Regions from separate parts of the Columba livia genome. Here region 1 is linked to region 2. Evidence: chromatin contacts called from public Hi-C data. All regions are on one chromosome and are shown on one strand. The core of a region is the stretch at or near the end of the contact, and the rest is flanking DNA. Distances in the headings are between cores, read along the strand shown. Region 1 holds the start of DNAJC17 (DnaJ heat shock protein family (Hsp40) member C17). Region 2 holds the start of CHST14 (carbohydrate sulfotransferase 14).

Region 1 (6,276 bases), core at 2,019-4,518, 130 kb after region 2:
CGGGGCTCCGGCAGCAGCACAGAGATCGCCACTGTGATTCAGCTCTTCCGCTCACAGGTCTCCCGTGCACCGCGGCAGGAAACGCTTTGAGATATTGTTTGTCAGACCTTGACTTCAAGGGAACAGCAAATGCACCGCTGCCGTGGGAGTGTAACGTACCCCCAAAGCAGCGGTGCTTATTTATTTTTTTTAACGGGATATATCCATGTCTAACACGTTATTAAAGACAGTATCTCACCCGCACAGCACATGGACAGAGCTACTGCCAGAAAAATAACATTTGTCCGAGTTCCTATCCGGTACCTGCTATTTGACCTCATGGACAGCTACAGGGGCTAACAGATCAGAGCTGTGTTCGGGAAGGCTCAGCCGCAGAAGAGAACAGGACGGGGGAAGTGAACTTCCAACACCGCCCCCCAGCCCCCAGCATCCTCACCCTCGCTGCCGCGTCCGTCAGCACGGCCAGGGCCTGGGACAGCTGGTGGAAAACTTCCGCTGGGGATTACAAGAAAAGAGGGTGAGATGCAGAGAACCACGCGCGCAGCCTGGGGACGAGCCAGCAAACACAATCCTCATGGAAGAGACCTGCGGGACAGCAGAGAGAACAATAATCTTCCCAAAGCACTTGGAAAGCGACCCACCGCCAGGATCACCTCAGCCCAAAGGACATGTGTTACATCAGCTTCAGTGTAAATTAAGAAACAAAAACTGAGACCACTTCGTTTGAACAGAAATCCTGAAAATGTGAATTCAAGAGAAGCCGTGTACAGAAACGTATCACTCGGGCTGCAACACACGGTTACCGACAGGCGCTCCCCTGTGGACCAGCAGCTTCTCAGCCTGAGATTCAAACGTTGCACTTTACGTCGGTATTACCGACCCTCTTCCTGGAAGGTTACACGTTTCAGCCAGAGGCCTCCCCACATGCTCCAGATCGCCTCTAACCTCCCGCACACACCAAAGCCCCAGTTTGCCTCTTATTCCTGCCAAAATATTTTTTTTCTGGTGGAAAATTCTCCTCTGCACTAGAGTTATACATTTCCAGTCTATAAAACTGTAGCCTATCAAACTGGAAAACACAAGATACAGTATTTTTAATTTCCTCCTAGCTCCCACTGCTGTTCAGCGCTCCCTGGAGCTACAGAACCGAACCGGAGCAGCTGCAGGGCCAGTGCGAACAGGGCGGGTACGCTCGGCTCCGCAGGGCCAGGGCCTTGTCTCTAACAGACAAAAAGCAGCATTATCCATACGTAATATGATTTATAAACTTGCTATTGGAGTTTTGACTGTTGAGAGGTATGAATTAAAACACCGAGCAGCCACTAAACACTGGGGACAGCACGGTCAAAGGTCTGGGATTCAACTGCCACGTGGGAAGATTCTGAGAGGCGCAAATAAAACTTCAGCACTGACTTAACACAGGCGTTTCTAAACCCAACACGTGTGCATTCAACCCTAAACCCCAGAGCTCTCTAACCATGATGAAAATAGCCCTTAGTCCTGCACGTGGATCCTTGCCATGACATACACTTTACCTAATGACACGCAGACAGCGTGGAGTTAAGCGGAGCCGCCGCCAGGAGCCTGCGCGTGTGAAAGCAAACAGGGTTGTTTGTGTGTGCACAGCGCCACCTCACCTGCTCGGGGGTTGTCCGGGTTCTTGTCGGGGTGACATGTCAGGGCCTTCTGCCGGTACGCCTTCTTCACCTGCAAGACCACAAGCGGGTGTCACTGCCGGGTGCTGTGCGGAGAAAAGCAGCTCGGGATAGAAACAGAAACAAGGCACCAACGCTGCAGAAACAAAAAATGACTGTTCAGAGGGTTTCTTTGTTGTTGTTTTTGTCTAACTTAAAAGACACCTTCCTACCGTAAGTAGGTGGTTTTGGTTAAAGCCACACTCCTGCGCAGGACTGGATCTCCCCCAAGCCTGACAGAACACACGGACCATTTCTGGAGCGCTGACAGCTGCTCCAAGCCAGAGGTTTGGCTTTGGGGTGCGCTGTGCTACAGCCGTCACACCTCAGCATCCCACACGGCTGGCTCGGCCAGGAGCTTTCGGGCAGAGGGGTGACCTGCCCTTCGCAGGCGGAACTTCGGCACGGAGAAGGCACCATTTACCACGCAGCAACTGACGTTGGCAAGGTGAAGAAATTATGACCAAAGACCGCTTAATCTCTTCTACACTTCACAGAAACATTGACAGCTTTCTGAACTACGTCACTTCTAACAATCCGAGTTCCCTTTGTTGGGGAAACCGTGCAAGAAAGAAGAGGAAGAAAAACTGCTGTGCTGCTGCCAAAATGAGGGGAATGAGCGGTGTCCTGGCACCACCTGGTGGGCACCGTGCTGGGAAGTCACCTCTTAACATCCCGGTTTGTCATTTTCTCCTCCTTTTCCCCCGGTGACGGGCTCAGCAGTGACTCGAAATCTTTCCTCTCTTTCAATCCTGTGTGTTGCGTTCGGCTCGTTCCCATTTTGTGCTTCATGCACATGGGATTTCCAGGCAGCCTGAGACATATTTACCGGTTAGGCCCAGACTGCATCTGCCGAGCTTTACCCTGTTGAGCTGCTGCTGCGCTTTAGTGCTGAAGAGGAAAGAAACAAAACCCAAACCCAAACCCAACGAAGAGAAAGCCTAAGGAGGAAAATCAAAGTCTTCCTGCCAAGTTTAACCCTGTTCAGTTACTAATAGCTCGCCCCAAAGCATTACTTCCCTCGAAAAGGTCGCCTTCCCTGCTCAGCTTCTCAAGTCTTGTGCTCAGCATTGACTTACCAATTGAATTATAAAGAAAAAATGGAAATATATCATTCCAAACTCACAAAATTAACAGAATGACTTATGGGAACCTACAGTACCCGGACCAACCTCTACCAATCGGATTTTTGGGAAGCGCAGGAGGAGCTTTCCCTCTGGGGGGACACAACAAACACAGCGAGAGAAACGATCGCTCAGCTCAGTATCCAGGGAGCAGCAACACGGAGCCGCGGCCCAGCCGCCTCCTGCCCGGCACTGAGGGGAAGGCGGGGGCGGAGACGCCCAGAGCGGGGAGAGAGGGGGGGCCCCCGGTATGACCTCCCCCCGGCCCTCACCTCCTTCTCCGACGCTTTCTCGCCGATGCCCAGCAGGCCATACAGGTCCAGCTCCAGCACATCCTTATCCACCGCCATGGCGGCCCTGCCCGGCGCCCCGGCCCTGCCGCGCTGCCTGCCGGGAAATGGAGTTTCTGCCGGCTGCCGCCACGGCGGCAGCGCCGGCAGCTGGACTACAAGTACCATGGTGCACCGCGCTTCCTGCCGCAGGGGCCGCTGCCAGCGGGCGTGGCGCGGCGCGGTGTTTGCTGGGAGATGTAGTTTTCTGGCGGCAGCCGCAAGAGGCGCCGGGCCGCCGAGGCACTACAACTCCCGTCGGGCTCTGCGCCGCCGCGGCCGGAGCGGTGCCGGGGAGCGGGGGGTGCGCTCGGCGCAGTTTTGGGGTGTTTTTGTCCAGATTCGTGTCGGTGTGAGAACAAACGCTCCGGAGCAAACGTTCCGGTGCTCGGGGCGCGGGGAGGCGGCTGTGCGCCCCGGGCAGCCGGGTCCTGAGGAGGCCGCAGCAGGGCCCGGCCGGGGCGCTGCGAGATGTCCTAAACACATGGTAGGAACATTTAACGAAGAACTGTTGTTTTCACATGAGTGAGGACCTGGCGCCTGACCGCAGCAGGGGGGAAGGACCGAGAGACATCGGACTATGAATTCTTCATGTAATACACAGTCTCTTCCCGGAATGTGTACTGACACCTGCATACATACTGATACCGGTATTGATAAGTTAATTTAGGGGGAAGTGTAGCCAGAGTACCAGGAATCCATATCTTAAACAGATTGATAAGGGGAAGGGTATTGTGTGCACCGGGATAGTCTGTAAACCCTGAAGTACCCAACCAATGGGGAACAGGGGAGGGAAACGGTGGCCGGGATTTTGGGGAGATATAAGCAGGGGCTTTCTGCCCTAATAGGTGTGCCTACCTTTAGGTATAACACCCGGTCTTGCAAAATCGTTATTAAAATATGCTTTGCCAAGAGATCCTGCCTGGGCCTATTATATTTGCAAAATAATTGTTTCCTACATACACAATAATTGAATCATTTAGGGTGGAAATGGCCTTTGTGGTCCTGGAGCGCAGGGCTAGCCCAGCACCGGGGCTGCTCAGCCCACAGCTCGGGGGAGAAGCGCTCCCACCCTCCTGGTGTATCCAGCTCTTCATTTAGGATAGCTTCGTTTTTTCCATAGCTGTAAACAAGGAGGGAACACCACAGAATAATTTCTGTCCCCTTAACCCAAGATACAGGGCAAGCAATTGTTTCCACCAACCTTTATTCCGGTATTCCAGCAGTTCTGTCCCAGGGGGTGGAGACCCAGAGCCTTCATATCATTTATCTTGACGAGCAGCAAACGAGAGATGAGCAAGAAGAACCTGGAAATGGGAACGCAGCAAGAGGGACCTCGGAGAGAGGCTTCCAGATCCAGCTGTGTGGCACAGCTGGAGGAGCCGTGGCTGTCCCCAGGGAGGCTCGGCAGCACCACAGCAGCTGTGATAAAGCACAGGCAGTGACTGAAATGCCCACATTCTCATAAAGCATCACCAGAGGTAATTAGCAATAAGATCATACCCTCAGAACGGCTTCTGGCTTACTATGGAGTTTACACCTCTGCTACATAGGGAGTTAAATAGATAGCCAGCAGGCCCTGACCCGGGGAAAAGATACAAATGTTTAATTGGAAATGTTATTGAGACACCCGTCTTTTGGGGTCACTGATGGGAGACATCTTGAAGAACACAAACATTTCACCAGGAGAACCCAGGAAAGGTATAGGACAGCGTTCCGCGTGGGTGTACGGTTGTGCCAAAGCTGTATTTCCGCTATTTTAGAATAACAATGAATAACAAAAGAGGCAAACAATTTCTGCTGAAATAATAAAAAAGGGTTCGTAGAAAAGTGCAAATAGGCTGAAATAGTCTCAAGGACGAGCGAGCGCATCCCGGCCAGTCTGTGACTTCAGGAGGTCCTCACGAAAAACGGCACCTCGGCGAGGCCGGCGGAGTAATTCCTGAGGACGGTGCCGCCGTGGAACGCGCGCGCGGTGCGGGCGTCCGTCCACACCTGCCCTGCGCCTGGCAGGTAGATGTCTCGCCACCTCTGCCCCTTCTCTGTTATCGGGGCAACCAGCACCTGCAGGAAATACATCAATAAATAAATAAATGTATATATCAAAACAAAAACAAAATAGTCTTGTTGACTTTTCATTGTGAATAAATTGCAAAGCTGAAGGAGCTGATGGCCCCACCAGCGCTTTGCTTTCACACACCTTCCATACGAGCTCACGGAGGATGCAAAGAGAGAGTGCAGATATTTGTCCCCAATTACCCTTCGGGGACATTCAGTCCCCACATTTCCTACCTCGTCTCCAATGAGAAATTCGTCCTCGATGGTGAAGGCGGTTGGGTCGCTGGGACTGAGCCACCACGGCGGCCGGAAGATGGGGGACCCCGAGCTGAGCCACTCCTCGCTGTATTTTCTGATGAGGGGCACAACCAGGTCCCGGTGCCGCTGGATGCATTGGCGGGTGAGGTTCAGGACCTGCCGGGAAGAGAAATGACGGAATCGCGATGTCCTGATCAAGTTATGGCAGCTGACCAAGTGCAAAGAGAATTGATACAGGGTATTTATTCCCACTTAGATGTGAACTCTGGGAGCAGCAGCTGGCAGTGATACCCAGGGGGGTGGAGATGTCCCAAATCGAAACACCGAACTCTTTTGCTGTTTGCAAAGAGATTTAATGATGTTTTCCCCTGAGCCCCCAATTTTAAGAACTGCTCTCCCCTTTTATTGGCCTGAAGGTGACATCCCTGGGAAATGCCTCCAACGGTTTAAAAAGCTCTTGAATGTGGATCTGTGGATCTTCAGTCTACTGTAGATAGTAACTGATCAAACTGTAATTAAACTGTAGGTATTAACTAATTGATCAAACTATAGTAAAAAAAAAATAAAAGGGAGAGAGACGTGCAATGACTCTGTCATTTCTGCAGGTGGTGTGGATTCCAGCCCCGTGGTTGCACACAGCCATGAAGTATAAAGCCACAAAAACGTTCATTTTGCAGCAAAACCGCTGTGGTGAGCGCATAGCAATCCAGGCCAGGGAGCAGGACTGTGTGGGCAGCACGAACAGGGTTTTAGGCTCAGCTTTCCCCAGGGGGGTCCGGGATGGCTTCTGGGGGCATTTGTGACATGGGACCG
Region 2 (6,923 bases), core at 2,099-4,598:
AGCAATTCCCATTTCCATGGCTGGGTCCTGGCGCAGCAGCGTCCCTGCCACCATCCCTGCGCTGCCCTGCGTGTTCTGCGCCATTTGAGCGTGCGAGGGGACGGCAAGGCTGGTGGTGATCCCCAAAAAGGACCCGCGGGACTCACAACTCCACCACAGCCCCGGCAAGAGCCGTTCGGGAGCCTCAGGCTTGTTGTAAAGAGCAGCAGCTACACCTCAAATGAGTTCAGAGACTTGGGGACTCTCTTGCAACACAGGTTTTATACTGTGTTGGGTTTAACATGTGCTCGTATGGAAAACCGGCGGTAAAACCACTGCTGGCTGCCCGCACAGGTGTTTGATGTGTGTGAATCTGGCAGCCCTGATCTGAAAGGAATTAGAGACTGGTCAGCGGCTTGTGGGGGATAAAGGGTAGAAAACGGGAGTTGTGGTGGTTGCTGACTCTTGGAATGGACCATGCTCATCCCGTTAGCCCGCTCTCCTTGGGGAGCGCCGGAGCAGCTGCCTGTGCAGCACCAGGGAGGCTCTGCCGATGGACATGGTTTCCCAAGCTCCGGCGCCCGCAGCATTTCTGCCCTGTCTCTGACCCCTGCCCAGCTGCAGCGTGTCTGAGCGTGCAGCGCCGGCTGCTGTGGTGTGTGCGTCCCGGGGATGTGCAGCCCCGCAGCTCTGCCATGGACCCGCCGTCCCTGCGGTCCCCGGGGGATGAACAGGCTCCTCTGCCGGGCAAAGCCAGGGCGGGACGAGCTGGTACGGCTGCTGCTGCCCCATGGTCTTGTAGCCGTTCTCCGTGCACGGAGGAACCGGAACTCCCAAAATGGCTCAGCTGAAAAGCGATTTCATAGTTACGCGCAGTGGAGTGGGGAAAATCGGCACTAAGCTCGGCGTAAGGTCTTTGCAAGTTCAGCCAGCTGCATATCAGTTAATTTGCAGTTGTAAGATAAGCAGATCTTTCAGCACCACATTTTCCTTGAAAATAGCGATTTTTGTTATGAGGCAATAGACTGAGCCTATCATAACAATCTCAGAATTATTTAGCATACTCACCCAGCACGTTTGACTTGTTCAAATAGAATTTTTTAATGAGATATAAGAAACTCTGCCTTACATAGTGAGCTGATTGTGAAACGGCTCCTGTGCTTATTCCCTCGGTTAAGAGGCTGTTACAGTAACTCCTGGACAATCTCTGGACATGCAGTCATCAGGTCTCTTCTTCCTTTGCTTGCTTTACTGCTGGATCTGGAGCCGCTCAGGCCGCTCCGAGGGGCTCGTTTGCCGCTGCAGGAGCCGCGGTCCTGTCGCTCCGCGCTGCTTGTTTGGAAGTTGGCGTCAGCACAGACTGTTGTTCTTCACCTCCTTTCTTTCACTGAGTTTTTCAAGGGGGCCTCATGCACTCTTCTGTTTTTGTGGTTTCTTGGACCAAAATTAATATGTGATCTTACCCGCAGGGCCGGCAGAGCCTTGGCAGGGCGTGTGCGGTACTTGTGGTGGCCACCGGCGTCCAGCCTCGCCCCCAGCCGCAAGGACAGGGCTGTCCCTCTGTCCTTCCAGCCCCACTTTCCCTGTTAAGCCACCATTTCTGACGGCCAGGGCTGAATTCTGCAGCCTGCTTTAAACCCAGGTATGCCCTGCGCAAATGATGCTGGGAGACCAGCTCAAGGTAACGCATATAATATTGTAATGCATATAATAGTGATGCATTTTAATGTCCTTTTCCTGCTCGTGTGAATTAGCAGTGAGGAAAATGGCTGGAGGGCTGTTTGGCAGCAGCTGGTGGTTGCCTGGGGAGGGAGGTTTGCTGCTGCTCCGGTGCTCTGCAGGCAAACGCTGGGATCTCAAAGTGTCTTTAAATGTGCTGCGAGTTGCCTTGTATACCTGTGAGAAGCAACTGTGGGGAGGAGGCTGCTCCAGCCCAGGGCGATGGAGATGTGGCAAAGCACCTCCACGGACAGGGCCTGTCCCGGGAGCTGTGGATGCCCACGGCTGCAATTTATTGTCACTTGGGGTTGTGAATGGTGGGGGTGTCTCTTCTGCACCATTTATAGGGACCTCAGGATTCCTATGGACGAAATGTGCAGCTTCAGTGCAGGCCATGATACGATATATTCCCCTCTCCATGCCACGGGTTGTATGTGTTGGTGCAGCCACAGTTCACGCTGGTGTTGAGATCAAGAGCAGATCCTTGGACCTGCCCTCTGAAATCAGAGCAGGAATCTGGCAATGCTGCAGAGTGTGCAGATCTACAGCGGTGCTGCGGGTGGCAGGGCACATATACCACCTCTTCCTAGAGCTAACGCTATATTTACATCAAAATAAACCGGTAAAATGTAAAAGAATCTAGCTCCAGGCTCTTGCACTTCACTACAAACGCTTTGTCTGCCTTGGCTGACAAAACGCTCTTGGCTTTTGATCAAAGAAAACTAAGTGGAAGCTGTTTTTTCTCTTGATGTTAAGAAAGCTTTTGACAGAGAGAGTCCCTGCAAGACTAGTTAAGACGCACAGGCCCTGCGGTACGTTCTGAGAGCGCGCTGAAGGAAAATATGCAGAACAATGCCAGTATGAAATGATTCGTGCTGCGGAAAGCGCTGGATGTGCAAACAGCATCCTTAGGGCTGGCTGAGTGCTCCGGCTCTCGGGCTGCCTGGATGACAAGCTGCTGGTCACAGCTTTGTGCTACTTAGGACAAAGCCTTGGGGTTAAGCGGCTCCTTAGGTGGCGTTAGGAGAGCGTCAGATTGGGGGAAATACCTACAAAGTTTTAGTGAATCGTGTCCTCTGGCTGTCAGGTGGTGGCACTGTGGAGGGCTCACCAGGTAATCCCATCTCCTTCTCCTCTATGCAGTGCAATAATTAAGTGTGGCACAACTGCTAATTAAGGCCAGTTTGGCCTCATATTACCAAAACCGCTACAGCCACCTAATTAAAGGCTGTGCCACTGCACAGAGCCACCGAAGGGCTAAAGCCGAGCTGGGAAGCACCGGGCTACAAACTGTGCTGCTGTGACTCAGTAAGCGCCGGAGGGTTTGATTTTAACTTACAGTTTAGAAGTATTTTGGGGAAAGGGAAGCGTGTTGTGTTACCCAGCCCGTTACGGGCGGGATGCCGGGCGGGTACCGACCCCCGGTACCGCAGCGCTGGACGGGGCGGGGGCGGCTCCACCCGCCCATCCCGGCAGGGACCCGGCGGCGGGGCGGGGGAAGCTCCACCGGCCCCGTCCCGGCAGGGACCCGGCGGCGGGGCGGGGGAAGCTCCATCCCGGCAGGGACCCGGCGGCGGGGCGGGGGAAGCTCCATCCCGGCAGGGACCCGGCTGCGGGGCGGTGCCGCCGCCGCTCCCGTCACTACCGGCGGCCGCTCCGCCTCCCTTCCGCCTCCGTGGCCGCCGCCCGGCGCCGGGAGCCGCCGAGCTCCCCCGGGCGTGCGGCGCGGCGGCTGAGCCGCCCCCGGCCATGTTCCCCCGGGCGCCGCTCCCCGCCGAGCCCCGGCGGGACGAGTCCCGCCGAGCGGCCGCCGGTGGGCGCCGGCGGGCACGGGCGCGGGGCGGCGGGGCGGCGCTGCTGCCCTCCATGCTGATGTTCGCCGTGATCCTGGCCTCCAGCGGGCTGCTGCTCATGATCGAGAAGGGCATCCTGGCCGAGGTGAAGCCGCTGCAGCCCGCGGCGGGGGAGCCGGCGCGGCGGGGCGGGGATGCGGAGCCCCCCGGGGAGCTGGAGGCCGAGGTGCTGCGGGACGTCCGCAACCGGACGCTGCGGGGGCTGTGCGGGCAGCCGGCCATGCCCCGCAGCGTCTGGGAGCTGCCGGCCGGGCAGCGGCGCACGGTGCTGCGGCACCTCCTGGTGAGCGACAAGCACCGCTTCTTGTACTGCTACGTGCCCAAGGTGGCCTGCTCCAACTGGAAACGCATCCTCAAGGTGCTGGACGGGGCGCTGGAGAGCGTGGACGTCAAGCTGAAGATGGACCACAAGAGCGACTTGGTGTTCCTGGGGGACATGAAGCCGGAGGAGATCAGCTACCGCCTGAAGAACTACTACAAGTTCATCTTCGTGCGGAACCCCATGGAGAGGCTGCTGTCGGCCTACAGGAATAAATTTGGGGAGATCAAGGAGTACCAGCAGAGGTACGGGGTGGAGATCGTCAGGCGCTACCGCAAGAACGGGGGGAATTCGGCCGGCGACGACGTGACCTTCTCCGAGTTCCTGCGGTACCTGCTGGACGAGGAGGTGGAGAGGATGAACGAGCACTGGATGCCCATCTACAACCTGTGCCAGCCCTGCGCCGTCCGCTACGACTTCATCGGCTCCTACGAGCGCCTCAACGCCGACGCCAACTACGTCCTGGAGCGGGTGCGCTCGCCGTCCTTCGTCCGCTTCCCCGCGCGCCAGCCCTGGTACAACCCGGTGACGGCCGAGACGCTGCACTACTACCTGTGCAACACCCAGCGCCGCCTCATCAAGGAGCTGCTGCTCAAATACATCCTGGATTTCTCCCTCTTCGCCTACCCGCTCCCCAACATCACCAGCGAGTTCTGCCGGCAATGAGCTGCTGGGGGCGGCGTCGGGCGCGGGCTCCGCCAGGTTTGCCAGCGCAGCCGTCACTGTGCGGCACACGCTGCCGCCCGGCCCGTGGGACACGCTCGGCTGTGCATTAGCTCAGAGTTTATACTTTCCGAACACTCTTTATATAAGATATTATATATTGCCTTTGCTACTAGGATACTTTTTGTAGTCCCGATTTTAATGTGTACATATGCCGCTGACCTCAGCACAAGAGCTTTTGTATATCTATTTTGCTTTAAATGCTTTTTTATGGCACGGTATGGAAAACATCTGTAAGGAAATTGAGAAGTGGGTATATTTTAAATATTTTTCTGCTTTTTTTGTGTGTTTTGCACTACATAGTATGCAGCTGAATCGCAATTATGATTTAATGTAGAGGCTGATGTGCTAAAAATTAGCACTGTTAAAACCGGTCCTACATTAGACAGGGTAGTTTTTCAGGTATAATTAGAGAAAAGGCTTTTATAAATTAGGCCCTATTTATCCTCTATTTTCTCATCTGTAGGTGCTAGTTAGATGAGGCTGGTCTCTTTTCTGTGACAGTATTAGTACCTCTGGGTTTTCATTATTATATTATTATGAATTATTATTATTTACCGTTGAAATAACACTAGCGAAAATACTTTTGTGTGATTTTAAGGTTTGAAAGTACCAGCTATTTACCCAGCATTAGGTATCAGATGCAATATCAAGCCATAACAACTTGCTCTTTTCTGTCTCTCTGAATTAAAGCAGTGCGGAGTTCTGCCGAGATGAAGAAGTGCCCTGCTTCTTAGGGCAGAAAGCGAAGAGCAAAGCTCACAGCCTGGGGGGTGACCCCGCAAACCGCCCTGGGAACACACAGTGGCGGTGTGGGGATTACTCCTTCTTTTATAGATGTACACACTGTTTTTATAGCTGCTCCTATTTAATTATGACGGTTCAATGGCAGAAGTTGGGGAGATAATGTATAATGTCGTTCCTGGGAGGCTGCGCCCTCTTTTCTAATAAAGTTTTTATAGGAATGAGTCTGTTGCTTAGTGCTCTTCCTTTGCTATTAGTGTCTGTGTTCTCGGAAGGGCCTTCCGCCCTCGTGCCAAATCCTGGCATAAATCTGTGCCAAACAGGCAGTTCCCGCCCCGGATAATTTGTGATTTAGGTGCTGGAGCAGCGGTAACAAGTGGAGAAAGAAATGTGTTCCAGATGATTGCGCAACGCGGGCAATAGGATTTGGCAGCAAAATAGGTGCCGAATTCCTGTGGAATTGGTACAAGGCAGCTGCCGGCTGTGCCCTCACCTCCGCAGCCACCTGCCCCGCACAAAACGGGTTCCAATCTGGCTTTGCTCTCCTTGCGCCCCGGCTGAAACCTGCCCAAGTTCTGTCTGTCTGGAACGCTTGGTGCCCGGTGCTGGAGGGGCTGGAGATGTCCTGTCCCCAGCAAAGGCACCAGACGCCAGCTGGGAATCTGATTTCATTCCGTGAAACAGATGCCGATGGTGGGTGGGCTGAGTTTTAATTAATCCTGACCTTCAGGTCTCTGTAACTAGGACTAAGCTGGTTCGATTTTACTGCCTTTGCTGCTGCGAGGCTGAGGGAATGGCTCCTGCTTGTTTAGTGACTGGGTTTTTAATTAAATGTTTATTTTGCAGTAGTTTTAGGGGTTTGTGCCGCTTGTTTGTTTATCTGCTGCAGCTTCTGTTCTCTCTATTAAACCTTCTGTCTCTCGTCTCTTGAACCCAGTTTATTGCACACAGAAGGATTTTGCTTTTCTTTGGCTGTCTCTTGCTCCTTTCCTGGATAGCGTTGATCACCTTTTTCTCTTTAAATATAAGCAGAGAGCCTCCCACCTGCTTGGACCCTCCCGTAAGGAGGCTTTGATGCAGGCAAAACCCGCAAACCCTTTTCGCTTGGGCAGAAGTTTGTCCCATACTTGTCAAAAATGAGCAAGTGTGGCAAAGCCCCCGAAAGCTGAAGCGAGAGGCGTTGTGTCTCGTACCTCTAAACCTTGTGTCGAGGCTACGGGCTGCCTTTGGTTTCCTTTGCTGCAAGTCAGCAAACGGGAAAAATCCATCAGGTTTCCATTAGCGGTGCTTCATTTTAGCCATGGCCAAAAAGGATTGCCGAGGAGGAAGGGGAATTAAGGGAAGGGAAGGGAAGGGAAGGGAAGGGAAGGGAAGGGAAGGGAAGGGAAGGGAAGGGAAGGGAAGGGAAGGGAAGGGAAGGGAAGGGAAGGGAAGGGAAGGGAAGGGAAGGGAAGGGAAGGGAAGGGAGCCGCGTCCCTCGGCAGGTGGGTTGGCTCTTCCTTTCGTCGGCTATTTCTCTGGTGTGGGATAATGAGGAGTGAATTGCGGGGCTGGCAGCGGGTCCCTGCGGGCCGGGGGTCGGGGCA

What was found. A called contact is a pair of places that touch in the nucleus more often than the background predicts.
Region 1: a Hi-C map of crop shows a contact between it and region 2, with 1.9 times the contacts expected there. The contact joins the promoter of DNAJC17 here to the promoter of CHST14 in region 2. A contact is called at or near these places in 2 of 2 Hi-C or Micro-C datasets (crop and liver).

The regions. Positions count from the first base shown.
Region 1 is chr5:68,493,600-68,499,875 of bColLiv1.pat.W.v2, forward strand. It overlaps DNAJC17 (DnaJ heat shock protein family (Hsp40) member C17), which reads right to left and starts at 3,269. Exons shown (of 12, transcript XR_010473193.1): 1 at 3,091-3,269; 2 at 1,638-1,707; 3 at 437-495. LOC102088074 (SITS-binding protein-like) reads right to left here. Exons shown (of 13, transcript XM_065065664.1): 12 at 5,440-5,619; 13 at 4,739-5,211. The coding sequence ends at 5,038.
Region 2 is chr5:68,363,743-68,370,665 of bColLiv1.pat.W.v2, forward strand. CHST14 (carbohydrate sulfotransferase 14) reads left to right here and starts at 3,349. Exons shown (of 1, transcript XM_005516055.3): 1 at 3,349-5,561. The coding sequence starts at 3,448. The coding sequence ends at 4,536.